Linked DNA regions of Mus musculus: all the other regions are linked to region 3. The links are chromatin contacts, called in public ChIA-PET, Hi-C, Micro-C and promoter capture Hi-C maps. All regions are on one chromosome and are shown on one strand. Each heading gives the region's core, a stretch centred on a gene start, on an enhancer-like site or on the middle of the called end of the contact. The rest is flanking DNA. Distances are from core to core; before and after follow the strand shown. Region 1 overlaps Ifitm10 (interferon induced transmembrane protein 10). Region 2 holds the start of Mrpl23 (mitochondrial ribosomal protein L23). Region 3 holds the start of Mob2 (MOB kinase activator 2). Region 4 holds the start of Lsp1 (lymphocyte specific 1). Region 5 overlaps Ap2a2 (adaptor-related protein complex 2, alpha 2 subunit).

Region 1 (5,047 bases), core at 640-3,139, 290 kb before region 3:
ACCCACTCACTGACTACTGAGCTAGCAGGCAGTGGGTCTTGGCGACACAGCACTGAGACTGATGGTCACTGAGATTCAGGATGCTGAGATTGTGGGGCAGAATGGGCTTCCACCAAGGCCCAGAGCCATGCATGGCAGCAAGGTCACCAGAAGCTGAGTGCCCGACCGAGTGGCGCACTCTTCCCAGCCACCCTATCTGCCGCCTGCCCCTGTCCTGCTGGCACCGGGTCTATGGGCTTCCTTCCATGATGCTGCCCAGTGACCAGTGGCTGCCCTCCCTGGCCCATGCACCCTGCCCAGGATCCTGGACCCCTCAGACCTGACACCCAGCAAGAAGGGCTTACACGGGAGCTCCCGAAATAGGGGCTGCCAGCACCTGGGGTTCCCTCACTCCTGACCCCCCACTTCCTCCAAGCTGTGACCCCTGCTCCAAGCTCTTGTATCTGTGAACTTTCATTAAAACATGTGCTCAGCTCAGCTTCAGCCTCTGTCCATGTGCCAGGCAGGGCCTAGGTGTCCCTTGGAGGTTTGGAGTGCTGCTTTGCAGCCTATGCCCCCAGGGCCTGCACACAGCTAATTCCGTAGGAGGTGTGTTCAGAAACCAAGTGGTCTTATGAGGGCCAGCTGTGTAGGATGGCAAAGTGAGGGGTGTTAGGTGGAGGGGCTCCCCACAGGGTTCACAGAGCCATGCACCCTGTGCAGAATCCAGGAGAAGCTTCCTTCAGTAGTGTTGGGGACAGGCTGCCAGTCCCTGGGAAACCCACAGGGTGCTGATGGGTTCTCATCCACTTAGCCCCTGAAATGGGGAAAGAGGCTCCCCTGTCTGTCAACTGAAGGTGGCTGCTCAAAGGTCAAGATTAGCTGTGCTGCACTAGGAAGTAGTGCTGCCCACAGAAGGATGCTGCCCCATGTGCTGAGGGTGGAGCAAGCAGGAAGGCAGGAACAGGACAGTGCACAGAGTGGACCGAGTCCTGACCCTGTGAGGTCCTGGTTGGCCTTGGAAAAAAGAGATACTGTGGGGCTCTAGTAGGGGCCAATGGTGTGCTCAGTGGTGTGGACGCTTGGCACCCTTTGCGGTTTCTGATCATACCCTTGGAGGTATCGGGAGTGTCAGGAGAAGACAGGCAAGAGCAGATACCGTTGCCGGCTGTGGGCAGAGAGTGTAGGTGGGGTTAGTGGAGGGCTGGCCAGATGCAGAAGCTTGAGCTGGTTCTGACCAGATGGGGTTAACCAAGAATGAGAGATGGGGGCAGCGCAGGGTCACCGGGAATTCAGTGCAACTGGTACACTGAAATATAAGCAAGCAGCTCCTGTCCCTCTGTCATGCCCTCTCCACTCTGAAATCACGAGTCAAAATACACTCCTGCATCACGATGCTTCTCTTCAGGTATTTGAGCACAGAGATAAGAAAACTATTGCACGCTGTACAGCAGTACAGGAACGTTAACCACTGAGCAAAACTTTCAAGCAGCCAGAGCGAGGGTCGGTGGGGGACCAACACATTATTTCAAAGCTGCAGGGAGAGGTGGCTTTTCAAAAAAAAAAAAAAAAAGATGGCATAGCTAGCATCTGTGGGAAATGATGTATTTCTTGGGACTGGTTCTTGGGAGGCAGGCCATAGGGTTCCCAGAACACCTTTTTTTTTTTTTTTTTTTTGGTAGGAGATGCCAGTTATGAAGCGTTTACACTCTTGTTTTTATCAGAGGCTCTGCCCCTGTGGCTGCATGCCTCCCTCCCCTGCTGCCTGGTGTTTGTCGCTGCCAAGCTCATGGTGAGATTCAATGGCAGCTTCAGCTTGTACCACCCTGGATATTTGTCACCTCTAGTAGAGTCCTCACCACTTCCTATGGGGCTGTTGTTCTTTTAGCCACTTCCTTGTCAGCCAGTGCTTGGTGGGTGTGGCAGGTAGCGCTCTCCACATCTTCCTGACACCCCTCATGTGACTACAGCTTCTCCTCTGTAACTTATCAACAGAAGGCATCTGCACACTGGAGAGGTGGCTCCGCAGTGACACGTGCACTGCCCTTCCAGAAGACTCAGGTGCAGTTTTCAACACACATGTGGCATCTTTCAAACATCTGTAACTCCAGTTCCAGGGGTTCTGAAGTTCCGGCTTGCACACAGTGCACATATAGTCGTACAAGCAAATAAGACAATAAATATTATTTTGAAATAATTCTTCCTTTTTTTTTTCAAGAAAGGGGGGCATGGGGATGAAAATCCACCTTATATGACTATCAAAGTACCCACTCGTGGGGTGCTGGTGGGGATCAAATGAGCATTTATTTTCCAGATTTTTAAATCACAGATTTTTTTCTATGTAGCTTCCATCCAATGTGCATATTTATAGCATGTTATTCACAAATGCTACAAATATGAGACAACCAAAACACCCATCTATATATGTTTTCTTATGCATGAAAAACATGTACCCAAACATATCTTGGTTTGAGTTTCCAGTAACTTCCCTAAGGGAAGATGTCTTAGTTAGGGCTTTCATTGCTGAGCACAGACACTATGACCAAGAACTCTTCTTAAAAAGACAACATTTAATTGGGGCTGGCTTACAGGTTCAGAGGTTCAGTCCATTTTCATCAAGGTGGGAACATGGCAGCATCCAGGCAGTCATGGTGCAGGAGGAGCTGAGAGTTCTACATCTTCACCTGAAGGCTGCTAGCAGAATACTAGCTTCTAGGCAGCTAGGAGGAGGGTCTTAAAGCCCATACCTACAGTGACACACCTACTCCAACAAGGCCACACCTTCTAATAGTGCCACTCCCTAGGCCAAGCATAAACAAACCATCACAGAAATCATCTTTAAGTGATCCATAAATGATTACAACATAGAACAGGTGATATCTTCTCTTTTTAAAGAGAAAACTACCTTAAAATATTGACTTATTATTGTGTCTAGATACAAACTGGCTCTGTGAAAAGAAACAGGTGGGGAGGGGGTTAATAATCACTTTTATGAACTAGAACATCTACAAAGGGTGTGGGGAGAACCTATAGGGACAGGGTCCATAAGAGGAAGGCCGGGTAGAGAGGTTGCCAGGGACCCAGGTGCAAGGACTGGTGACAGGGGACTGACCATGAAGGGACAGACCATATTGGCAAATGTGTTAAAGTTTCTAGGACACAAGGCCTGGGGATAAGTTGAAGACACAGTCCACTGTTTCCTTTGGTGACGCCTTCTCTGTCTGTTGTCATGGTACACACTGTGCCAACCCTGGGACTCTTGTCCTCCTTCTGAGAGCACAGAAAGGGAGAGGTGAGGGATAGGTTTGCACTGTTAGGTGCTCTGTAGTCTGTCTTTTCTGGTGACTGTAGTGTTTAGGCCTCTTGTGGCATGCCTCTCTGTGAGGCTGTCCCTTCCCAAGGTGCTTTTTTTTTTTAATCTATCACTGACACTTTTGCCTGCACGTGTCTTCTGGGATCTTTTTCACACCTACGAACAGGTCCAGCAGGGTGGAAGCAAGCAGGCCTACGTTTCTAGACAGTCACCCTTTCTCTGTCCCTTCCAGCCTGAGTCTTTTCAGGGTCTTCCTGGGCTGTCCTCCAGGCCCGCACCAGCCACAGTCTCTCAGAGCTGCCTTGTGCTGCCTGTCTTCAGAACTCTCCCGACCACTCCCCTTCTGCTTTTTGTTCGGTTTTTAGGATCCATCTGTCAAATAAAAACAAAAACAAAAGCCTAGTGAGGATTTGGTTAAAGTCATAAATATACTGGGGAAGAATTTACATTCTTAGAAAAACCTTGAATTTCCCAAATCCCCGAGAGTGCAGTAGGCTGCCCTTACCTAGGCCTCTTTTAATTTTTGCCCAGAATGCTTCCTAGTTTTCTGTACTAACTCAAAGAGTTTGTCAGGTTGATTTCTAAACATAGGACTTTTATGTAGTTGTAAATGTCACACCCTGAAATATTTTCTTCTCTGAGTGTATATTACTGTTGTCATGAAATATAACTACTGCTCAAAGCACAAGTAGCCAGTCAACACCACTCTGTGTGGTTTTTTGTTTTGATTTTTTCGGAGATATGGATCCTTATCTGTGTACGCTCTGGAATCTTCAATCTCATCAGCACACAGTTTTTCTTGACTGTTTGTCTCTCCGCAGGCTTCATTTACAGTGTCCCATGACAGTTGGGGAAAGCAGGCTTTCTTTGTAGAGTCCTCAGAAGAAAGATAAGCCCTTCAAGGCCACGTGACTTCCTATGATATTTATCCTAGCTACTTGTAGTCCTCTTGAATTTGCATAAGGAAGCTCACTATTATTCATGATATGCTAATGAGGGCTTTCTTGCTAGGCTGCAAAGATGATAGGGCAGATTTTTGCATTGCCTAAAAGTGTGCATTAAAAAGTAATAAGCTTGGGGCTGGGGAGGCAGCTCGGTGGGTAAGCTGTCCATCTTGTAAGCATTGGGAACCTCAGTTTGGATCCACATAAAGCCAGGTGCTGGCACACATTTGTAACCCAAGAACTAGGGCGGGAAAGAAAGAGAAACTCCAGTGGCTCACTGGCCAGCCAGCCAAGCAGACTCAGGGAGCTTCAGCTTCATCAAAAACCTTCTGAGGGTAAAGTGGAGAACAACTGAACAGAACACCCAATATCAACCTCTGGCCTCCAGGTGCACACTTACACATGTGCGCACACATCTGTACATGTAAACAAACCTATGCCCCCAGGCAAATAAGATAAACAAAATAAAATAACAAAGCTCATACTTCCCCTGGGCACATATCACAGAGGTAACTGTACACCAGTACACACTGCAATATTGCTCATAATAGCTAAGCTGCAGGACCCGCCAAGGTGCCCATCAGTGGGGAATGGCATATCCACAACAGCGTTCTTTTCAGCCAGGTTGGAAGGCTGAAGACGCTGGAGTCTGAAGTCAGCAGAGGACAGCAGCAGCAAGGACATGTAATGACCAATCTTGGTTGTCAGTTTGACTTGTGTCTAGGATCAACTGAAACCCAAGTTGATAGATGCTCCTTTGAGAAGGCCCATGCTAAATCTGAGACACATTCTGATGGCCGACCGTATAAAG
Region 2 (5,014 bases), core at 238-2,737, 470 kb before region 3:
AGAGGGAGGAAAACAGGCTGGGGGCTAGAGAAGACAGTGTTTCCAACATGGCTCCGAGCTAGCAACACCTCACTGGACACCTAAAACTATCTAAACAAGCAGGACTTGGTGGGATAGCCAGTTTCCACCATTATCAGGCCTGTAGAGAAAGCAGGATCTCTGCCTGGTGGTCCTGCTCGCCTCCATGCCCACCTGAGCAGACATGGAGAAGGACAGGAGAAACTCAAGGACTGGGATTACTAGAGACTCATAGTTCATGGTCCCCAGGTGGAGGGTGGGTACACAGGACCACCCTAGGGTCACACTGATAACCGAGGTGTGGCATGTGGGCCAGACCTCTAAGTCTTGGGAGCACCACACTGGAAGCACCAAGCTGAGGGCACCAGAGAAGTTTCAGGGCTGAGAAGCAGGTACCAGAGTTTCAGATGACTCCCAAGGTAGCATGGTGGGAGCCTCAGAAGCAGGCCCCATCGCTAAATGTTTGCCAAACTCAATGACTCAAGAGCCTACCTAATGGTCAAATTAGAGGTCTGGCCTTTTAGGGCTCTCTTAACTTCTTTTCTACTATTATTATTTTTTTTTTTATGAGCAGCCCCAAACAGCATATCTCAAATGGAACTCTTGGCTCTCTCTTCTCGCTGGGAGCCTGGTTCCCAACTGGTAGGCTGTTAACCTAGTCCTCCTCAAAGCTCAGGTCTCATCCCTGGTCTCACTCTGCCCCCACCCACCTGTCACTCATTCACGCATGGGTCCAACCAGCTCCCTGCAAAGCCAGGGGGTGAGCCCAAAAGCTGAACTAGACTGGCCCTGCCTCACACTGGCCTGGTTCAGAGGTCCCTGGTCTCCCAGCCAGTCTGCGGAAAGAAATCACAAGGTTGCCCACCAGGGAACCAGCCCTCACCCCTTCTTATTGCAGGGTCCCCCCAATTCTGCTTCCACGAGAACTCTCAAAACCGCATTAATGCTCAACCTAGGGCCACCCAACCAGTGGGTCACGTGTTTACTGAACACATGTTTCCGGCTCAGACTGTGGGAGGCTAGCACTGCTGGCCACGTGGAGACCGGTGAATGTAGCAACTTTGGGGGACTTGGGCCAGGGGTCCTGCAGGCAACGGCCAATCCTGGCTCAGCCCTGGCTGTCTGCCAAAGCAGGCTGTAGCCGCTGGCTGTGATTGACAGCCAGGACACTAAGCCGAGGTGGCCCTGCCGCGTGGACCCTGGCGGGTTTCCCGCCGCGTGCGGGCGCCTCCGGCTTCCGGCCCGGGCCCCGCACCCACCCGACCTGGGCTGCTTAGCCCGTTCCGCGGGTCACGACTTTACTCACAACACATTCCGCGCCATGGCAGCCGCACCTCCTGGTCAGGAAGGAGCGACACCCGCCCCGCACAGCGCCCGCGCTGGCACAGCGCCCCCTCGCTTCCGGAGGCCGCGCTACCCTCTCCCTGCACCGCAGGGCCCCGCACTTTCGGTGTCCCGCAAACCCCACCCCACCCCCAACCCCGCACCCGAAAAGCCCCTCCCCCACCCGTGCACCGTAAGCTGCTTGCGCACCGCCCCCGGCACAGCGCACCCCGCCTCTCAGCCATAAAAACAGTGAACAGCCCCGCCCCTCACCCGGCCCCGCAAAAAGCCGGCATACACTCTGTACCCATTTGCCCCATCCCAGCACCACACAGAATCCTGCATACCTCTCGGTGTATAGTGTACCTCCCTGTTCTTCAACCTGTAAGCACCCTACAGTACATGCTTTCCCACCCACAAGGGCACCACACTTTGCCATGAGCAGTCCCGCATCTCTGCACTGCTGGCTGGTGGATTCTACAAAGGGCAACTACTATCCTGTTTCCCCACCCCAACATTGCATGGCCCCACCAAGCACAGTCATACACCTTGTACCCCCCCCCCCAAATCTGCTCTGTGAATCTACTCTGTTCCCTTGCTGTAGGTGGTCCAGCAGTACCTTTGTCCCCACTCCCCTTTTTCTGGACTGGACGAAACCACCCCATAAGGCTCACCAAGGCCTGGCCACATAGCCCCCACCCTGTGTTCCACAGCCTAGTCTTTCTCTAGGCTCTGCCAGCTCTTTGTCCCCTTTCCCACATAAGCACATCAGAGGCTACACCCATGCCCTATCCCACATAGGACCCTAGCCCCCCTCAACAATTAAGTCACAGCCTCGCCAACAATCCCTTGGGCAGCAGAGATGGGGAAGGGTGGGGTGGACTGGATCTCTTGTATGAAGTCTACGGCCCCTCTCCCAATCCAGACTGGGTTGTTTTCCCTTCCAGGCAAGACTCCCAGGACCCCCTCCTTTCTCCTTCCCTCCCTTTCTTGGCTGCCCAGCCACATTTGCAGCCCAGCAGCACTGCATACTCCCTGTCCCAGGAGCCCCTGGCCACACCTCCTTCAAGAGGCCACTAGCCTCCCAAGGCCTTGCTGTTCACAAGTCCTCAGCCCTGCAGGTCAGAGACCCTCCAGCTTCGTCCTAACTAAGGGATCCCTGCCCATAGCTCTTGTCCCGACTTGGTGGTCTTGCTGCTCTCTCCTGCTTCCTGGCCCATCTCTCCCCATAGGTTCTCTCTGCTGCTTTCCAGCTCCCTCGGTCCTTGTTAAGTTTCTGTCTGTACCCCACGGCAACATAGTTGTGTTTGGGGGCTCAGGAAAGGAGACATGGGTGGAGATATCAGGCACATTATAAGAGGCCATCATGGTGGCTCTGGGAGAAGCATCTAGGTCACCCATTTAATGATCAAAATGACCACTGGGGTCCCCTAGGATGAAGGATTAGAGGTGAGTTGTGAGCACAGATCCCTGCCCATATCCACTCCTGTGTAGTGTTACAAAATGAATGTGGCTATGACCCAGCAGCAGATGATATTAGCCTAGCCTGAGTTCTGAGCCCCATCTCTCTTCCTCTCCAGATCAGACTTCTGGGGTTTTCTCCCACTTCTTCTGTCACCCATTGCTCGGCCTGACTGGACTGCCGTAGCCCGCTACAGTACCATTCCACACCTCCTCCAAGAGGCCGAAGGCTAAAAAAAAAGGAACACAAGGACCAGAAAAGTACAAGGTTGTCCTTTCCTTAGTAAAGACTGTTGTTAGCCATATTTAAGATGGGCTCAGGGTTGTAACAAAAAATTAGTTCCCTAGCTGGCCACTGCTTGGGAAGAGACTTGGTAGACCATGTAGGACTGGGAGATTGAATTTAGATTCATGAGTCTTGCACCTTTACCCAAACTGAGCTATCTTGCTGGCCAGCTCTAAAATTAGGTGGTTCTGAGACTCCCCCTGGGAAGAAAGCATTTAAGTGTGAGGTGACCTTATATGTGACATATGGTGTACGTAACTCTGGGAGAAAAAGACTCCCTAGTCAAAGAAGGTGCTGAGCAGGGAGAAGCCAAGTGGCCCTGTGGGAGCTGGGGTCCTCACAGCTTGGAAGACAAAGGGTGAAGGAAAGGGTCCCTTGTGGGTGATGAGCAGCTGATCTTAGGACACATTGTAAAAGGGACTAGTGTTGCCACTTCAGCTACCTACCTCAAGCCTGTCCCACCAGAGTCCCTCAGTTCCCTTCTGGATGAAAGTTTCTGGTTGAATGTTAGGCAACTTTGGAACTGCAAAATGGTTGGTGTAGGGGAGGATTTCAGGCTAAGGATACACCTGGTCCTCCCAACACCAACACAGGAGTCCCATTCTGGCCCAGATGTGGCCCATCTGAGCAAGCCACATCTCCACCCCTTGATAAACCAAGAGTTACGGAGTACACCTGTAATCCCAGCACTTGGGAGACCAGGCTGGCCTTGAATTCAGAGATCTGCCTGCTTCTGCCTCCTGAGTGCTGGGGTTAAAGGTATGAGCCACCACAGGCAGTTTACTTTCTAATCTTGGATCAGACCTAACAAATCTCATGCCATGCAGAAATTCTCTTTCTTGGTTCCCAGCTTGTCTTCTCAGCCTCCCTGAAGTTATTATTTGAAGAACCAAATTAATAATAATAATGATGATGATAGTAATAAATTCCAGTTTGTCAATTTGTTCTAGAGAATATGCTTTTGGTGTTGTGACTAATAAACCTCTTATATTCTGTATTGCTGTTATTTGTTTTACATAGATTTTACATGCTGTATAGGGTATGAGTTCTGTTCGTTCTTTCTCTCTCTTTCTTTCTTTCCTTCTTTCTTTCTTTCTTTCTTGCTTTCTTGCTTTCTTGCTTTCTTGCTTTCTTGCTTTCTTGCTTTCTTTCTTTCTTTCTTTCTTTCTTTCTTTCTTTCTTTCTTTCTTTCTTCCTTGTATTTAGGTGTTCAATTGTCCTAGCCAAGTTTCTCTAAGAGGCTGTTTTACACTCAGTTGCCTTTGTACCTTGTGTCAAAATTGGTGACAGCTCAGTGGGTAGAGGCGCTTGCTATGAGAACTGACTCCCTGAATTGGATTCCCAGAACCCACATGGAGAGAGCCAACTCCCAAGGGTTGGCCTCTGACCTCCACATAAGCACTGTGGAGTGCATACTCTCCATACAAAATAAATAAGTACATGCAATAAAAATGGTTTTTTGTTTTTCCAGAAGTCCTGCGGTGCTCATCTCCGGAGCATCTTGTCCCTTGGTCTATTTCAGTGTTTTATACCAGTGCCACCCTGTTTAGAGTTTCAGTTCTCACAATGTGGGCACTTGGATTTTATTGTTCTTGTTCAAGGATGTTTGGGCTATTTGGGGCCATTTGCGAGATTCCGTCCACAAAACCATCACCAGTGATGATTTTTACAGGGGACTTGATCTGCAGAACATTGTACGGAAACCCTGGTGCCACTGTAAAGTATTCACGCATTCAAAGATTGGGTCAACGGGAAGTTTTTTAAGAGCAGAAAAGGGGAGCCATTTACGTAAGCTCCAGGGGAACAAAGTTCACCTGTCAATCTTGAAGGGCCAGGGGCGGCTTTGGCGCCAGCTCCTTGGTGGAGGTACCCGCAGGGTTGTGTTCTGTCCAGAGTACATTGTAGGCATTGCTACAGGCTTAAAGA
Region 3 (5,480 bases), core at 671-3,170:
GTCTCAAAAAACAAAAGCAAAAAAGAAAGAAAAGAAAGGAAGAGGAAAGGGAAATCGAGGGCTGGAGAGAAGCCCAGAGTTTAACAGTGCTTGCTGCTCTTCTACAAGACTGGAGTTCAAGTCCCAGGACTCACACCGAGTAGTTCACAAATACTTGTAACTTTAGCTCCAGGAATTTGATGATCTCTTCTGGCTTCTGCAGGCAGCAAACATACATGGTACATATACACACCTACATTCATACCCACATACACACTCACACACACCTTTTTTTTTTAAATACATATAAGAAAAGAGATAGAGGCACAGGCCATTAAACAGCTCGTTCAACTGTCCCACATTAGAAACTGGAAGAGACTAGCACAACTCATGACACCCAATCTAGTGCAGCAGCTGATGGCAGATGGTGGCAGTCAAAAGCAGACTAGCTCACCAATGACTGATGCTCCTCGGAAGCAGTGGACAAGGCCACACTGCAAGGTAATCAGCTGACGTCTGGCTAAAGCAAAGTGATTATGGTGTGGGGAAGTCATCCAGTATGACTGGGCATCCATAGGAATAGAAACAGAGGAGAACACAGGCCTGATTTTTCTCCTCCTGATATGGTCTTGACTTGGGACTTTTCCCTCTCCAGATCTTTCATTATTATTTCAGTTTCATCTCAGGTATTTTTTGCTGATAAAACTGCAACCCCACCCACTCCCAGTGCCTGACTGTTCATGCTATAAAGAAGGAATGGACTGGACATTTCCCAGCATCCTGGAATGGTTCTTTGGGGAAGGTGAATCCCATTTCAAGTATATGACAGCTGTATTACAGCAGGCAGTTGGCCTGAAGGTGTTATCTGTCTGGTGCCTGATATTCATGACACTCTATTGAAGACACTAGTGAGTTAGGTTGTTGTGATCCTTCTGCTCAACTGTGTGCTCCTGCAAGCATCTCTCCAGTGTAGAGAATAGAGAGTCAGCCTTTCAAAAAGTATTCAATGAGTTCCTAGTACTGGTCAGGCTCTGGAAAGAGCGGACAATAGGAGAGATACCCTGGATCATGAAGAGACTTACTCGCTGGAGAGAAGTATCCTGGATAATAGAGGCTCACCCAGGAGCCAGAGGGTACAGCACATAGAGGAAGGGAACAGATGGGGATTGAAGGGGACAATCATGTCCACTGGGGCGGGCAGCTGGGATGCAAATGAACGGCCAGCAAAGCTAAGGGACACAGAAGAGGCAAGTGTGGTCAGAACAGTTCTGGCAGAGGCACTAGGTGTGGGCAAAAGATGATAACAGTGGGAAGATGGACATCAGGAGGGATGTAAGCAGCAAGGGGTGAGGCACTGCAGAGGAAAGGAACACATCCTGCAGAGCAGAGGAACTCCGATGTTCCAGCCTGGGGGGTCTGGATACTCCCAGGTCTGGGATACTGGGGTCAGGGATACTCAGGTCCCAGGAACTTCAGACTCCCACGGGTCTGTGCATTCCACAGATTCAGGCACGCTGGTGGTAAGGTTCACTCCTGGGGTCAAGGCACTCTATAGTGTCCTAACACTAGAGGTGTGCAACACCGGGGTCACTCTAGAGACACCGGGGGTGTGATACTCCAGGATCCAGGGCACTGCGCAATGACAGGCAGTTTGCGAGTCCGAGGCACTCTGGAGTTCCGGGCGTCTGGGTTTCTGGGGCCCTCTGAAGTTATTCTCACTCTGGTGATCCAGAAACTCTGGATGGTCTTCAGATACAGGATGCTCCTGGGTCTCGAAGCCCCGAGGTTGGCGATGGGGAAAGGTCCTGACACTCCAGAACAGGTACTCGGGACATCGCCGCAGGGGCCGCTGGGACTACGCGTCCCAGCAAGCCGTGCGCGCGTCACGTCCGGCAGCGGGCGGGAGCCATCGAGTGTTTACTTCCGGCCGCCGGCGGGGCTGAGGCCGAGCGAGGCGCGGGCTCCGCGCAGCCATGGACTGGCTCATGGGGTGAGTGGCGGAGGACGGCGTAGCGCGGCGCTGCGCGGGGCGGCGGCGAACGTAGGGAGCGTAGGGCGGCGGGCAGCGGGTTCCAGGAGGGGCCGGGGCACGGAAGGACGGCCAGCCGCTGCGGGGTGCTGGGAGGCCGGGCAGGCGGCCGGCCGGCCGGCCGGCGGGAGAGAGGCCCGGTCCCCGAGGCGCTGTCCCGAGAGGCCGCGGTCCCTCGCCGCGAATCGACGGGCCGCGAGTCGGGCACCTGGCACTGTCGGTCGTCGGTCTTCGCGGGGCCTGCGAAAGTTCTTCCGCCCAAGTGACTTTCTTCCAATTTACTTTTGAGGAGAGTGAGAGGCGGGCGCTCCTAGCCGCGCGCGCTCTCCCGGCGGCTCGGTTCTCGACCCTGTGGCGGTGTCCGCGGCCCTGCTGTGGGGTCCGTATAATCCTGCTGGACCACAGAGAGAGCCGGCCTTCGGCTTCGGCAGTACGAGGGCTGCGCGGGACTCTGGAGATAGAAGCGGGGAAGGCGGAGGAAAGTGTAGTGGTGGCACTGTCAGGACGTCTGAGGCTGTTTGACCTCCCAGTGCTGCAACCTAGGGAGACAGCGGACTAAGTGAGCAGCCCCAGGGATAATCAAGAGACTAAGGGAGGCCGGGAGCCACATAGTGCCACTCAGGACGTTAAGTGTGGGTGACACGGGGGACTAGGCGGAGGCTCATCTTATTTCTTCAAGAGGAAGCCCTGTCACTGGTTCCTATCTGCTTCCTAGCTATGTGGTCCTCTCTAGACTTTTTTGTAATGGATCGTCTGTCAGATGGAAGCTGTGAAATCTGCAGTACAGGTTTACTGAAGGGTTAACTGAGGTAAGGGCCAGCACATGTTTTGCATATGGTAAGCTTGGCAGATGTTATGTCCTGGCCTTTAACAAGGTCTCTGAAGCCCAGGGGTTTTAAGCATAGGACACATATTTGAAACCAGCCTATTCCAGACCATTCTTCCTTTGTGCACTTGTGGAGAGGGCCAGCACTTGACTATAACTTGGCCAAGGTATGGTTTCACTGCAAGTGAACTAGATCTGTCAGCTTGGTGACTGAGGAAGCTGACCACTGCTGTATGTGTAATTTTTCCAGGCTCATACCCATCCAGGTGCTTTTTGCTTGGAGGCTGACCAGAAGCCAGTCGTTAAACTCCTCTGTCCCTCTTTCATAGTATTACTATAAAAGTAGGAAGAATGGAAGTTGCAGAGTGAGCCTTCAGAGGACATCCCCCCGCGCCCCCCCCCCCCCATCTACTCCACTTTGTCTTCTGATCCCTGGTGAGAGCTGACAAAGTAGTCGGGAGTGAAGCCATTTTTTGCTTCAGAGTACCCACTGTTTGCTCAGGGCTGAAACTCTCTCTGTAATTAACCATTTAAGTAGTTTTTCTGTCTGGAAGAATAGGACAAATGTATCATCTTTTATTGTGTCTTGGTCTTGGTCTTTTTCTTAATTCAGACCATCCGATATCAATGAGGGGTTTGGAATGTTTCAAGGTTTGTTTGTTTGCTTGCTTATGTTAAAGTAAAGGTTTTGTTAATTACTTCATGTTGGGTGAACCCAAGTATGGGTGCAAGAGTAGAGGTCTCTTACAGAAATTGTTAGAGCCAACAGGGAGGTCTACAGAAGTTTAAGTGGAAAGCTACATCTTTCTCTTAGTTGGGTGAGGATCACGCTGGGACTTTGAGCATCTCACAGCCTTATCTTTTGTGTTCCAGCTGCTCAGGAGGAAGGGAGGCCCTGCAGGGAAGCATGCTTTGGATAACCAGAGCAGAATTTGGCACGTTGGGACTTGATGGTAAACCTGCTGGGACTTTTCTGGAGAATGTTGTAGGTGTGGCTCTTAGCCACCTCTTGTCCTGTAGGTTTCCTCTGCTTGGAGAAGCTTTGAGCTTGTTAAGCAGTATATATAGTCAGGCTCCCTTCATTCTTTATTAGAAAGGGTTACAATTTTTGTGTAGTGGGTGTTTGTTCTGTTATGGACAACCACGTGCAGGGTAACACCCAGGGGAAGCTGCTCAGGATTTGGAAGAGAGAACCCCAACATGTTATGGGATACTTTAGGCAACACTTGAATCTTTTCTGGGGTAAGCATTTAACCAGGAGGTCTGAGTGTAGTTTGAATTTTATCTAGCAGAAAGCACAGTCCAGAAGCCCCTTGGAGTCAAAAGAACATATTTTCTCCTCTTCCCACTGATGATAGTGAGTTTTCCCTCCTGCCTGGCCACCTTAACTGAACCTCTTCCCTCTCCAGTAGTCTCTCTCCAGCCTGCTACTGAGGCTCCCTTTCCGGGTGCACCTGACTCTTATGAAGCCTTTAGATCTCTCCAGTACAGGTAGAAAGAGATGAAACCTGGTGTAGGCCATTTGATACAGTGTATATTTGAAGGTCTACTCTTGCTCAGCTAACAGATAAAGCTAAATGGCCTCAGGCCTTCCAGCCTGTCTGGGGCAGCCTTTAGCAGTCCTGTACTCTGAGCAGTTGAGTGTAGGTGTTTGCAAGGTTGGCATAGGGGTGAAAGGTTTTATCTTCTGGGAAAGTATATCTGGTGACTGACACCTGACTGGTAAGAGTCTGTAGGTTTTATTTGAACAGCCTCATGTGGTATCATTTACATACCACTAAGTTTGCTTGTTTTAAGTATATGATTAGGTAATTTTTAATAAAATTATAGACTTGTTTCTTTGACCATGATTTAATTTACTTTAAAGTGTATGTGTGTGTTCCTATGGGTGGAACCCAGGGCCTTAAGTATGTTGGGCAAGCACCTTACCATGGAGCCATCTTCTCAGCTCAATGGAACATTAACATTACTCTTTGGAGAGCCCTCTGGTTGCTGCAGATGCCCACCTCTGCGAGAGGCAGCACCAATCTGTTTTATTCCATTATTATGTGTAAATGGAGTCATGAGATCTGGTGTGTGATGGATTCAGTGGTAGGTGTCGGCAATGACGTCCGTTTGTTACTCCACTGGACATTGTGAAGAGGCCTGCATATTCTGTTTCTCCCTTTACCTTTGGGTAGAGGTGGTTGTGGAAAATTTGCAGGCATGACTGATGATGCTGTAACCCAGTCTTTTAAAACTGAATTGTACTACTTCCCAGCCAAGGATTCTGAGCCCACCTATGCCGAGGGCAAGGCTTCTGAAGACTCCAAGGTCAGTGCTTTGAGGGCTAAGGCTGGCAGAGGAGGACAGGACAAGCACAGTGGAAGGATCAGAGATCTGAGGAAGGGAGGGAGTGAGTGAGTGAGTGAGGGAGGGATATGAAGTAGAGCATAGGGACCTTCTTAAAGGATTGTGGTACAGTAAGTGGAGAGGTACCTGCAAGAGGCCTAGAGGCACGATGAAGGTCCCATCCCTTGCAGCCAGGCTCTCCAGTGGATGGCTCCTCTGGAAGATGTGATTCTAGGAATAACCTCATGAATAGCCTCTTTCCATGAGAGGCTGCCCAGGTGAACATCTGGGTTGGGTTTGCAAAGGTGTGTGCTT
Region 4 (5,179 bases), core at 1,798-4,297, 400 kb before region 3:
GTTTGGCCTCCTTTCTGTCTTCAGGAAGCTCTGACTTGGCTCTGCCTGGCTCAGCTCTGCCATCTGGAGAGAGAGCTCCAGGACTCAGCTTCTAGGCTTTCAATCCTCAGAGCACACCTTGGGAGGGCAAGGTTGGGGTGGGGGTCCCTCCACTGGGCTCCTGCCTCTTAGAAGAAGACTCTCAATAGTGTTCAAAGTCTCTGACTAGAGATCAGGGGTCAGAGGCACACATGGTCCAGGAAGGAACCCTGCCTAGGTAACCCTTAGATTGTCCTGTTGGTCAGCAGGTCTAGACATAGGCCAGAAAGGTTTCCAGGATAGATAAAGTTCCAGAGCAGGACCCTCAGCAAAGCAACATCAGATGCTGAAAAAAAAATCAGAATGCAGACATCCCAGGAGCCAAATAAGCCATACAAATGAGAGGACAGATGGCCAGGTAGAATGGGTCAGGCAGGCCTGTGCAGAGACATCCCTCTACATGAGACTGCTCCCAGTGAGAGGAGGCATGGCTCCACACAGAGCTAGGGTTCCAGGACATGGATAGTGTTTGAATCTGAGGCCTGTGAGGGCATGCTGAGCCTCTCTGTGAGCTACATGACTGCCTTGTAGCTTCTAAGGCACCACACAGTAGAGATGTAAGGGTGTTCAAGTTTGGTCTTAGGGCAAGACATTCCCTAGGTGTCACCCAGCAGTATCAGCAAGTCACTTGCAGTCCTATGGAGATGCCACACACTGCTCCCAAGGGACAGGAATAAGCTACTGTTGGGTAGTCAGGCCGGGAGACAGCACCCTAGCAGAGGAAGAGCGGCAGGCTTGCATCAGTGGTGTGGGGAACTCGGGAGTGGTACACAGCAAGCAGCCTTCCTGCCTTCTGAGGCTCTGTGGGAGGGGTTTGACTGCCTTGGACTTGGCGTGCATGTGTCCTGCCATGCTTACCCTGGTATACCAGGGCAGGTATGAAGGAAGAGCCTGGCTTCTGCCTGATGCACCTGCTCTACTGTGGACAGCACAGCATGGGGATTCCCCCTGATCTGATCCAGCCCAAACTGACCCTGTTCAGCTCTGGGCTTCTGGGGCTTCCTGAATGGGAACTTCTTAGACCAAATAACCCCTTCTGGGCACTGGGGACTTTACCACTTCAAACAGGAGAATCCCTGGTCTGTGAGTCACCCTGTACAGCAGGCACAGTATCTCCTCCTCCAGGGTCTCAGTTTCATTTTGAAAGGTCGGTGGTGCACTTTGTTCTTTCTTCCTCCATTTTGGGGAGGAGGTCTTTAAGGGGCTCCCAGGCCCCTTTAAGGCTGTAGGATTGTGGAACAGGAGTTCCTGACTGACAGGCACAGGTGCAGCCCAGCTCCGGTCCTACAGCAAGATGACTAGGGATCGGCTGGGACCGCCAGAGCTGTGGGCACCCTTCACTGTGCTGCTTAGACCTCGGCATTTGAGACAGCTGAGAGAGGGGGCTGAGGAAGGGCCTAGGAGGAGGGTGGGGCTGGCTTGGCTGCTTGAAGCTGCCCTTCTATGGGCACAAGGTGGCAGGGGCACTGACGTGCAGTCATTTCTGAACAGGGTCACAGCTGTTGACTGATCACCCTGTTCCACACACCCCGCAGCTTGTGTCCTCATCCAGCCTGGGCAGAGTGTCCTTGGAGCCCTTCTTGGGATGTCACGATGCATGTCCCCCTTCCCAGGAGACAGACTTCATAGAGCCTTTCTGGGAACAACATGGCCCTGGAATCCCAAGGCTGGCACAAGGGTGCTGACCCAGACCAGGCCAGTCTCTGCTTAGCCTCAGACTCCTTTCCTAGCCTGAGGGTTCCTTGGACAACTTTCTAACCAGGGTCCAAATGCAAAGCAATAGTGTGGAGACCCCCCAACATGCACCCCTCAAAGTGAGGTTTCTTCCCATTATCATTGATAAGGATTGAGGAATTGCTGTTCCTGCCCAAGATCTGGCGTCCGGCTTGCGAACTGCAGAGACCCTGCAACCCCTGCTAAGGTGGGCCTTATCTCCTTGAGCCTGTGGCTGAACCCTAAGAGTCACACTCTCCCTGGCAGCCTGGCAGCTCCGGTAGCAATTTTATGTTTTACCTCTTTCTTCCCCTTCCTCTTACACACCTGGACCGCAGCCCCCACATCCTGCTCCCATGAGGCTGCTAGCCTCTGACCTGTCCCCAAGACCTGACACCCTCTTCTGAGACCTGTTCCTGGGACAGGGCAGGGCAGGCACCAATGGCCTGGCTTGGTCTCCATGTCTACCCACTAACAGCTTCCCTTCTCATTACCCCCACCCCCACCTTATGACCCAACACAGGAAAGACAGGGAACACCCTTCACATCCCTTTAAATTGCAGATGCCCTTAAGCAGCTGACAGCCTAAAGGCCTCTGCCCAGCCCTGTCTGTTGCAGGGCAGTGGCCCCCTTTACCTTTGCCAATGTTCATTCCCATACCCACTGTACTTAACAACAGTGCCTGGTCCATAAGACACCATTGACCTTCTCTATCCTCACATAGCAGCTTTGGGAACCCCTGAGGCCTGGTCACCTCTCAGTATCTTAAGGCAGGCCAGACCCCTCAGACAAGCCTATAGGTGCATGAGGTCAGGATTCCTAGGCCTAGTTTCTCCCAACACAGCTACTGCTCTCTCCTGCTGTTCAGGCCATATCCAGCCACTCCCAGTCCCTTCCACACCAAGCATCCATCTTCTCTATTCTGGCTATGAACCCTAGCCAGGAAGATAGCCTTTCCCAGTTAGGCCAAGCTGCAGAGGGAGATAGAGGAGATACACACCTCTCTGGTAAGAGAGGGTTTCTGAAGGCTATCTAAGTCCTATCTGAGATTCTGCCTACTCAGCACTTGGCACAAAGCAAACTGCCCATAGTGGAACTCACCCTTCGCTGTCTTCTGCATGGAGCTCTTCCTGTTCCTCGCATCTGGGATCGATGGCAGCCTCCGCCATGGGCCTGGTGTCTTCGGTGTGGGTGCACTTGTTATGGCTCCTGGTGTTTCTCTGTAGATGGGCGGTGGCCTAGAGCCTCAGCCCCCCACCCTTCCCGCCCCAGGTTTCACTTCCTCCTTCCTGTAGCAGGTTGAGGTTTGAAACCTATGGGGCTTGGGTTTTTTTTTTTTTTTTCCTATGTTGCTGCAACAGAAGAAGAGTTAAAACAAAACAAAACAAAACAAAAAAACAAAAAACCAAAAACCAACTAAACCCAAACCACTCATCAGGAAGTGTTGAGCAAGCAAGCTATAGCCTCCTGGAATGACAGAAAAGGGCTGAGGGTAGAGGTGAGTAAGGCTACTCCTTGCAACTCTGGTCCATAGACCTGAGAGTAGCTATGTCTCCCACAATGTCCAGAATTCATGGTCCCTTTAGTGTCCGTGGACTGCTTTCAATTGCTTTGCATGGAAATCTTCTGTGCTTCCAAGTGTGCTCAATGAACATGGTGGAACTAGTTCTTGATGCTTCAAGGTCATGGCCTTGGACACTCTTAGTTAGCCTTTGCTCCCCAGCCATGTCCAGGGTCCCACATGTGGTGCTCCCCTAGTCTGTGGTTCTAGAGCTTGTCTCTATCTGTCTCCATTCCTAGCTGCTGGACGCTCTTGTCTCCCTGCTCCATCAGCTCTCTCTAATCCTGCCTCTGTGCTCTGGGCATTTGGAACCAGTCGAAGAGTCGGTTGATGTTCCCAGCTATGCTGGGGTGGGTCATGGGTTCTCCTGAGAGGCAGCACCAGAGGAAGGACTGAGGCTTTTGGGAGGGAACCAAAGGGACTATAAAGGAATGATGGGGAATGTGATAGCCAGATCCCAAAGTCCCGGGACTTGGGCTAAAGTGTCACTGGGCCAAGTTGAGGCAGCCACAACATGGTAGAGACTCTCTCTTTGAAGCTTGCTGACCCAAGAGATAGAAAGAAAGGAGCCAGTGCCCTATTTCCCAGCACTGGGCAATGAGTGACCTCGGAAATCTCACTATGAGGTCTTACAGGAGAAGTGCAGAAAGGCAAGAGAGCCTTAGGGTGTTGGGAAACTTAGTAGAAGCTGTAGAGTATCATCTAGAGGTAGACCTGTGTTTGCAAGCCTGCCTGACTGCAGGGAGCCCTTTCTTATCCACATGGTCCAGTGGAGGCAAAGCCTTGCTTACTCTATCCCAGTCCTGAGGAGGGGGCAACAGGAAGAGTGAGTATTGTTCAGCAGACTGGGCAGGACACCTGCCTGCTTTTTCTTCAGCCTCCTCTCTCTCTCCTTTTGCACTTTGCTTCCTTGGGACCCTCCTAAGTGCTCTGTTGATAAGTGGCTGGGAATGCATTTGGCAGGTGACAGAGTTATGCCACTTCTGTCCTGACACCTCTTAAGAGGTTTTCACTGGTTCCTATGTCTGTCACAGGGCCTCGCCATCCAGGCACCTTATCGGTGCATTCCAGCCACTAATCTATGAACTTTCTGTGGCCTGTTTGTCCTTAGGGCTGGGGGATGGAGAGGTGGAGACCATTGGCTACCTACAGACTGGATTGGTTTCATAGTTTTCAGGACCTCAAATCCAGCAGCTAACATCTTTCAGATGGAAATTCAGACCCTAATAGCACAGACCCTTCAAGCCTGCAGAGCCAGCTCTGCCCAAGGGGAAAACCCCAGTCTGGTTCTCTCAAAGCTGAAGTGTTTATAAAGTCAGCCCCAAGAGTAGCAGTGTGGAAGGCAGGACTCCTGAGAGGAGATGGGTCTTACACCCAGGTCATATCACAGGAGTGACTTTCCTGTAAAAGTAAATCGTAGGGTGGCAAGATGGCTCAGGAGGCAAAGGTGTTTGAGACCAAGCTTGATGATCTGAGTTCAATCCATCGGACCCACACGGTGAAAGGAGAGAACCAATTCCTACAAGTTGTCCTCTGATCTCCATACACATGCCCTGGCACATACACAGCAGAATTATCTGGGAATTCCAGACACTGCTATATGACCTCCCTTTGGCCTGCTGGTTGGTTTTTATGGCTAAAGGACAGGCAGGCAGAGGCCATTGGCCACCTATAGGTTGGACTGACTTCCTAATTTTCAGGCCTCTGATCTAACAGCAGCTAACATTTTCCAAACAGAAATTTCGACCCTACCAGCAGAGATGCGTGTGTGTGTGTGTGTGTGTGTGTGTGTGTGTGTGTGTGTGTGTGTGGTGTGTGTGGTGTGTG
Region 5 (5,078 bases), core at 1,319-3,818, 480 kb after region 3:
ATTAAGATCAACAATCATTACAAGGCCTTCAGTAGGTTGTAGAAAAGGGTAACACTTACCTTTAAATTTGGATCTAATATTTGCCAGTTCTTTGTTTATTCTCTTTATTTCAGCTTCTTTACTTTTACCTAGGAGGAAAGAATATAAATATATTATCTCATTGCCTCTAAAGAAGCGCTCCTTCCTCCTGAGACCCACACTGAGATCTGAAGACAGACTCATGGTTTTCAGTGGTGCTCGGGGAAAGGCCCCAACTACATGGAACACCACCCAGACAAAGCCCTGGGGTCTCCACTCAGCCTCAGAACGTGAAGACAGGAGGTAAAATCAAGGCAGGAAGTAAACCCTTTCAGGAGCAGCGAAGGACCCAAGCCCCTAGTGGACTGGCCCAGGGTAGTCACAGCAAGGCAAGTACCCCATGAGGATCGTGATAAGTAAGCTCACGGCACCTCGGGGAAGCAGCACCTCAGAGGGGCGCACTACACCTCCAGTTCAATTCTCTCTACCTGTGTGCCATAGCTCTGAGGACGGAAAGCAATCACAACATGCACTGAGGGCTTCCCCTCAGTGAGCCATCAGCTATACATTAGGGAAGCTGACTTCCATGTGCACTGAGGAAATAAGAGTTTAACCCACAAGCTGTCCTCTCTCATGACACTCACAAACTGCAACGCCTAGCAAGTCTACCTCCAATGCAAAATAAAGTTAGGAGAAATGGAAAAACAGCTACTCTGTGACAGTCAAAACTCCACTACGTGTGATACCTGCTGCTGGAGCACTACCCATCCTTTCACAGACACTGGCTTCCTACACACCTGTCTTAAATTTACTTAAGCTAGCAGCCCAAAGAGGGCAGGGGAATTAACCAGGAACACACATCTTACCAGATAAACATGCTGTGTACACAAACAAGTACTTGTATGTGTAAATCACTCTTTGAAACAGCAAGAAAAACAATTTAAAGGGCCATAAGCAGCCTGGCGAGTAGTGCACTCGCTGCACCAGCCTGAGCAACCGAGATGGGTCCCTCAAGCCCGGGTAAAGGTAGACGCTCATGAGAACTGACGCCAGAGTTATCCTCTGGCCTCCACATGCACACCACACTCCATACACACATGCAATAATAAAAAATAAAATCCAAACTTTAAAGATAGCTTTGCAATGCACGGTGGTACAAACTCTTAACCCCAGCACTGAGGAGGCAGAGGTAAAGCCAGCCCGGTCTGTTAGTGAGACCACGTCTCAAAAAGACAAAACAAAACAAAAAACTGCCTTAACGACCAATAGCTGCTTAAAGACGGAGGATCCTTCCTTTCCTGATGCGGGAGGCCACTGACAGGTTTCCCAAGCTCCACTAAATGGCCCCACACCCATGTGACTGTTTGTCCCAGACACATGCACAGACAAAAATGTACGCATAAAAGATGTAAAAAATTGTAGCCGGCATGGTGACGCACACCTTTAATCCCAGCACTCGGGAGGCAGAGGCAGGCGGATTTCTGAGTTCGAGGCCAGCCTGGTCTACAAAGTGAGCTCCAGGACAGCCAGGGCTATACAGAGAAACCCTGTCTCGAAAAAACCGAAAAAAAAAAAAAAAATTGTAAAGAAAAACCTTAAAAGGGCCTTCTCCATTAAAGTAAGAAAGGGAAGTGTTGGTGTGGAGGGGAACAGGGGGACGAGCGAGGGTGGATATGACCAAAATACATTGAACTCATGTATGTAGTTGTAATAAAAGATGATAAAAACATAAATAAAAAGGCTGGAGAGATGGCTCAGGACAGACTACTCTTCCAGGTCCTGAGTTCAATTCCCAGCAACCACATGGTGGCTGACAACCATCTGTAATGGGATCTGATGCCCTCTTCTGTCTGGTGTGTCTGAAAGCTAGTGTACTCACATATATAAAACAAATAAATCATATATATATATATATATATGAGAATGAATAAATAGCCGGGCCATGGTGGTACACGCCTTTAATCCCAGCACTTGGAGGCAAAGGCAGGCGAAATTTTTGAGTTCAAGGCCAGCCTGATCTACAGAATAGTTCCAGGACAGCCAGGGCTACACAAAGAAACCCTGTCTCAAAAAAACCAAAAGAAAAAAAGAGAGAAGAGAAGAGAAGAGAAGAGAAGAGAAGAGAAGAGAAGAGAAGAGAAGAGAAGAGAAGAGAAGAGAAGAGAAGGATGGATCTTCTCAAGCTACTCCTGACAAGGCTTGCAGAGACAATACTGACTTAATCCACACCAAACGCTGCAGAGCCTGGCCTCACACTGCCACTACACAGTGTATCTGCTTCCCAGCAAGGCAGACCCAAGCATCACTTATCTCCTGTGAATACTTGCTCATGAATAGGACTCACTATGGCTGCACTGAGAGCACCTCTGAGTCCAGCTCTACCCAGCATGCTCTACAGGTGGGAAGGACAGGAAACAGGATTCTACACAGTAGGGACAAAGGGCAGCAAGGCCTAGAGCCCAACCACCTCACATCACTGTCCCCAACCCTGATGAAGCAGGTCTTAGGACCCTGACTCCTATGTGCCACGTCTGAGCAGCTGAAGGCTCCATCGGGGTGGGCAGAGCAAGCACTGGCTTAGCTCTGGTGCTTCCTAAACTGCCAGGAATGAGGTAAGAGAAGCTTTCATTTCTGAAGTTTTCTTTAATCCTGTCTTTAAGAGGTTTAGTAGTTCAAATGTATAATCCCAGTATTCAGGAGGCAGGATTACCTGGGCTATAATATAACCAAAAAAGAAAAAGGAAAAAAAGAGTTAGGACTAAAAAGGCAGGCTTGGTGGGATCCACTCACCCTAACCCTGGCGTAGGCCTCATCTCCACATCTCCTTCGAGCATCAGGCTCTGACATGTCCTGCTCTACAGAGATATCAGTGTGTCCCCAGCCAGGCCCAGCCTCAGGAGGGAGGCTCTTGGAGCACAAAGCTTCACCTAAGGGTCACCAAAAAAATGTGGGGTGTGGCTCTAAGTTCCTATAGTGACACAGGCGCTTCTGTGCAGAACAGCTGAGGAAATGGAGATCTGGAAAGCCCCTCCTTCCAGGCTGTGCCCGTGACTGCATACCTGTGGAGGCTCATTTCAGGAGAGATGTCTGAAGGAAAAGGGGAGAGGGAGAGGTGCAACCCATTCGTAAACCTACTTTCTAGCCAGAAGTAGCTCACCTGCTACAGGGCCTGGAGAGGAGTGTGGGAGGCTTTATTTTTTTCTGGGGAGAATTAAAAATTTGCCCATGAATAAGAAGTAAAAATAATTTTTCTTAAAAATGGAAGAGTCTTCTTAAATTGTTTTGGGTACAGTAAACTAAAACAGCTTTAACTTGTACAATATTTCATATTTTGTTTTTTGGCCACCACCTCCCCTCCCTCCTGCTTTTGAGACAGGGTCTGACAAAGAATGTAGCCTCAACTGGCCTGGAACTCATGACAATCCTCTTCTTGGCCTTTGCCATCAGCCACCGAACCTGGCTCTTACAAGACTGCCCCAAGAAAAATAGACAAACAGACAGAGCAGGAAGTCTAGGGTGCTGATGGACATCTATCATTTCAGCACTCAGGAGACTGGGTCAGGGGGAGAGGTTTGCCTGGCATGGTGAGAGCCTGACTTCCATCTCCAGCAACATAAAATGAAAAAAGGGCTGGAGAGATGGCTCCACAGTTGAGGGCAATGAGTGCTTTTCCAGAGGACCTAGTTTCAATTCCCAGCATTCACATGGCAGCTCACAAACTCTAGGTCCAGGGGATCTGACGCCCTCTTCTGCCCTCTGCAGGCACTGCTTGTAAATGGTGAGCAGAGATACATGATAGTAAAACATCTATAAGCATAAAAGATAAAATTAAAAAAGGATTTTTAAAGAGTAACAATAAGCCGGGTGGTGGTGGTGCACGCCTTTAATACCAGCACTCAGGTGGCAGAGACAGGCAGATTTCTGAGTTCGAGGCCAGCCTGGTCTACAAAGTGAGTTCCAGGACAGCCAGGGCTACACAGAGAAACCCTGTCTCGAAAACCCAAAAAAAAAAAAAAAAAAAAAAAAAACAATAAATGTAAAATATGAGCATAAAGACCTAAGTTCCATCCCCAGAGTCTAAAAGAAAAAGTCAGGTGGGATGGCACAGGTTTGTCATCCCAGATCTGGGAGAGGGAAAACAGAGTCCTGAGCTGGCCAGTCAACCAGTCTAGTTTACTCAACCAACTCCAGGTCAAAGATCAGTCCCTGCCTCAGGAAGGAAGGGAGGGAGGGAGGGAGGGAGGGAGGGAGGGAGGGAGGGAGGGAGGGAGGGAGGGAGGGAGGGAGGGAGGGAAGGGAAGGGAAGGGAAGGGAGGGAAGGGAAAGGAAGGGAAATAACTCCTAAAGAATGCCAGTAGAAAACAGTCTTGCTTGAGTGTATATGCCATGTACACACACACACACACACACACACACACACACACACACACACACACGTTTTAAGTTTTAAAAATAGGAAGAACTGAAGGACTGTGGACAGTGGGAGGTTGGGGAAACCCTAGCCAAGCCTCTAGCTAGCTTGTTTTGTGTGTGCGTGCTGTATATATAAGTTGTTTATTGTTCTTTAGTTTCTTTAAACAGGGTCTCAAGTAGCCAAGGCTAGCACAGTTTAAGTGGGGAAATGCCTCGAAAACAAAACAAAAACTGGGCATGATGACTTTCTGTGAATACAAGGCTACCATGGTCTACACAGCAAGTTCCATCCAGAACTACATATAAAGACATGTCTCAAAAAGAAAAAGAAAAAAAGTTCTACATGGAGCTTGAGACACTAAGCAGTGTTGAACATCAGAACGGTTATAATATATCTAAGCTAGTCAAGCAATAAAAAACAAGATATTGGGCTTTATATCCAGCAAAGATATCATCAAGTATAAATGTCATAAACCAACTACATACATTAAGTCCAGACCACCTTGCTCCCTAAGTTCTTTGTGGATCATGAACCTCAGACATCCAGTCACATGAAGACCCACAGAAAACATAACTATGAATATGAGGTACACGCATGAGGTGGGCAGAGGAGCATAAGTGGGCAGAGGTGTTCGGGGACAGTCTAA

Evidence for each region. Promoter capture Hi-C pulls out the DNA fragments that hold promoters and counts their contacts. A called contact is a pair of places that touch in the nucleus more often than the background predicts. ChIA-PET counts read pairs in DNA pulled down with a chosen protein or histone mark.
Region 1: a Micro-C map of the G1E-ER4 cell line shows a contact between it and region 3. The contact joins the enhancer-like site here to the promoter of Mob2 in region 3. A contact is called at or near these places in 1 of 484 Hi-C or Micro-C datasets (the G1E-ER4 cell line) and 3 of 115 datasets of contacts at active chromatin or transcription factors (effector CD8 T cells, memory CD8 T cells and microglia).
Region 2: a Hi-C map of regulatory T cells shows a contact between it and region 3, with 6 times the contacts expected there. The contact joins the promoter of Mrpl23 here to the promoter of Mob2 in region 3. A contact is called at or near these places in 4 of 39 promoter capture datasets (the C10 cell line, liver, pre-B cells and 1 more), 5 of 484 Hi-C or Micro-C datasets (CD4 T cells, embryonic stem cells, granulocyte-monocyte progenitors and 1 more) and 1 of 115 datasets of contacts at active chromatin or transcription factors (regulatory T cell precursor).
Region 4: an RNA polymerase II ChIA-PET map of memory CD8 T cells shows a contact between it and region 3, with 7 read pairs. The contact joins the promoter of Lsp1 here to the promoter of Mob2 in region 3.
Region 5: a promoter capture Hi-C map of fetal liver shows a contact between it and region 3, with 2.5 times the contacts expected there. The contact joins the enhancer-like site here to the promoter of Mob2 in region 3. A contact is called at or near these places in 7 of 39 promoter capture datasets (the C10 cell line, cranial neural crest, embryonic stem cells and 4 more) and 1 of 115 datasets of contacts at active chromatin or transcription factors (embryonic midbrain).

The regions. Positions count from the first base shown.
Region 1 is chr7:142,350,938-142,355,984 of GRCm38.p6, reverse strand. It overlaps Ifitm10 (interferon induced transmembrane protein 10), which reads left to right. Exons shown (of 3, transcript NM_001347541.1): 3 at 1-477. The coding sequence ends at 20. Among named protein-coding and RNA genes, the nearest start is that of Ifitm10, 20 kb to the left of the region's middle. Within about 2 kb of position 1,889, at least 72 of the 459 cell types and tissues checked have an H3K27ac peak or open chromatin away from gene starts, as enhancers often do. A contact at or near this core is called in the G1E-ER4 cell line and effector CD8 T cells, where this site is marked.
Region 2 is chr7:142,529,505-142,534,518 of GRCm38.p6, reverse strand. It overlaps Mrpl23 (mitochondrial ribosomal protein L23), which reads right to left and starts at 1,487. Exons shown (of 5, transcript NM_011288.2): 1 at 1,325-1,487. The coding sequence starts at 1,341.
Region 3 is chr7:142,057,474-142,062,953 of GRCm38.p6, reverse strand. It overlaps Mob2 (MOB kinase activator 2), which reads left to right and starts at 1,920. Exons shown (of 5, transcript NM_028308.2): 1 at 1,920-1,969. The coding sequence starts at 1,953.
Region 4 is chr7:142,458,680-142,463,858 of GRCm38.p6, reverse strand. Lsp1 (lymphocyte specific 1) reads right to left here and starts at 3,047. Exons shown (of 11, transcript NM_001136071.2): 1 at 2,893-3,047. The coding sequence starts at 2,960.
Region 5 is chr7:141,583,336-141,588,413 of GRCm38.p6, reverse strand. Ap2a2 (adaptor-related protein complex 2, alpha 2 subunit) reads right to left here. Exons shown (of 22, transcript NM_007459.3): 2 at 60-128. Among named protein-coding and RNA genes, the nearest start is that of Ap2a2, 24 kb to the right of the region's middle. Within about 2 kb of position 2,568, at least 29 of the 459 cell types and tissues checked have an H3K27ac peak or open chromatin away from gene starts, as enhancers often do. A contact at or near this core is called in fetal liver, where this site is marked.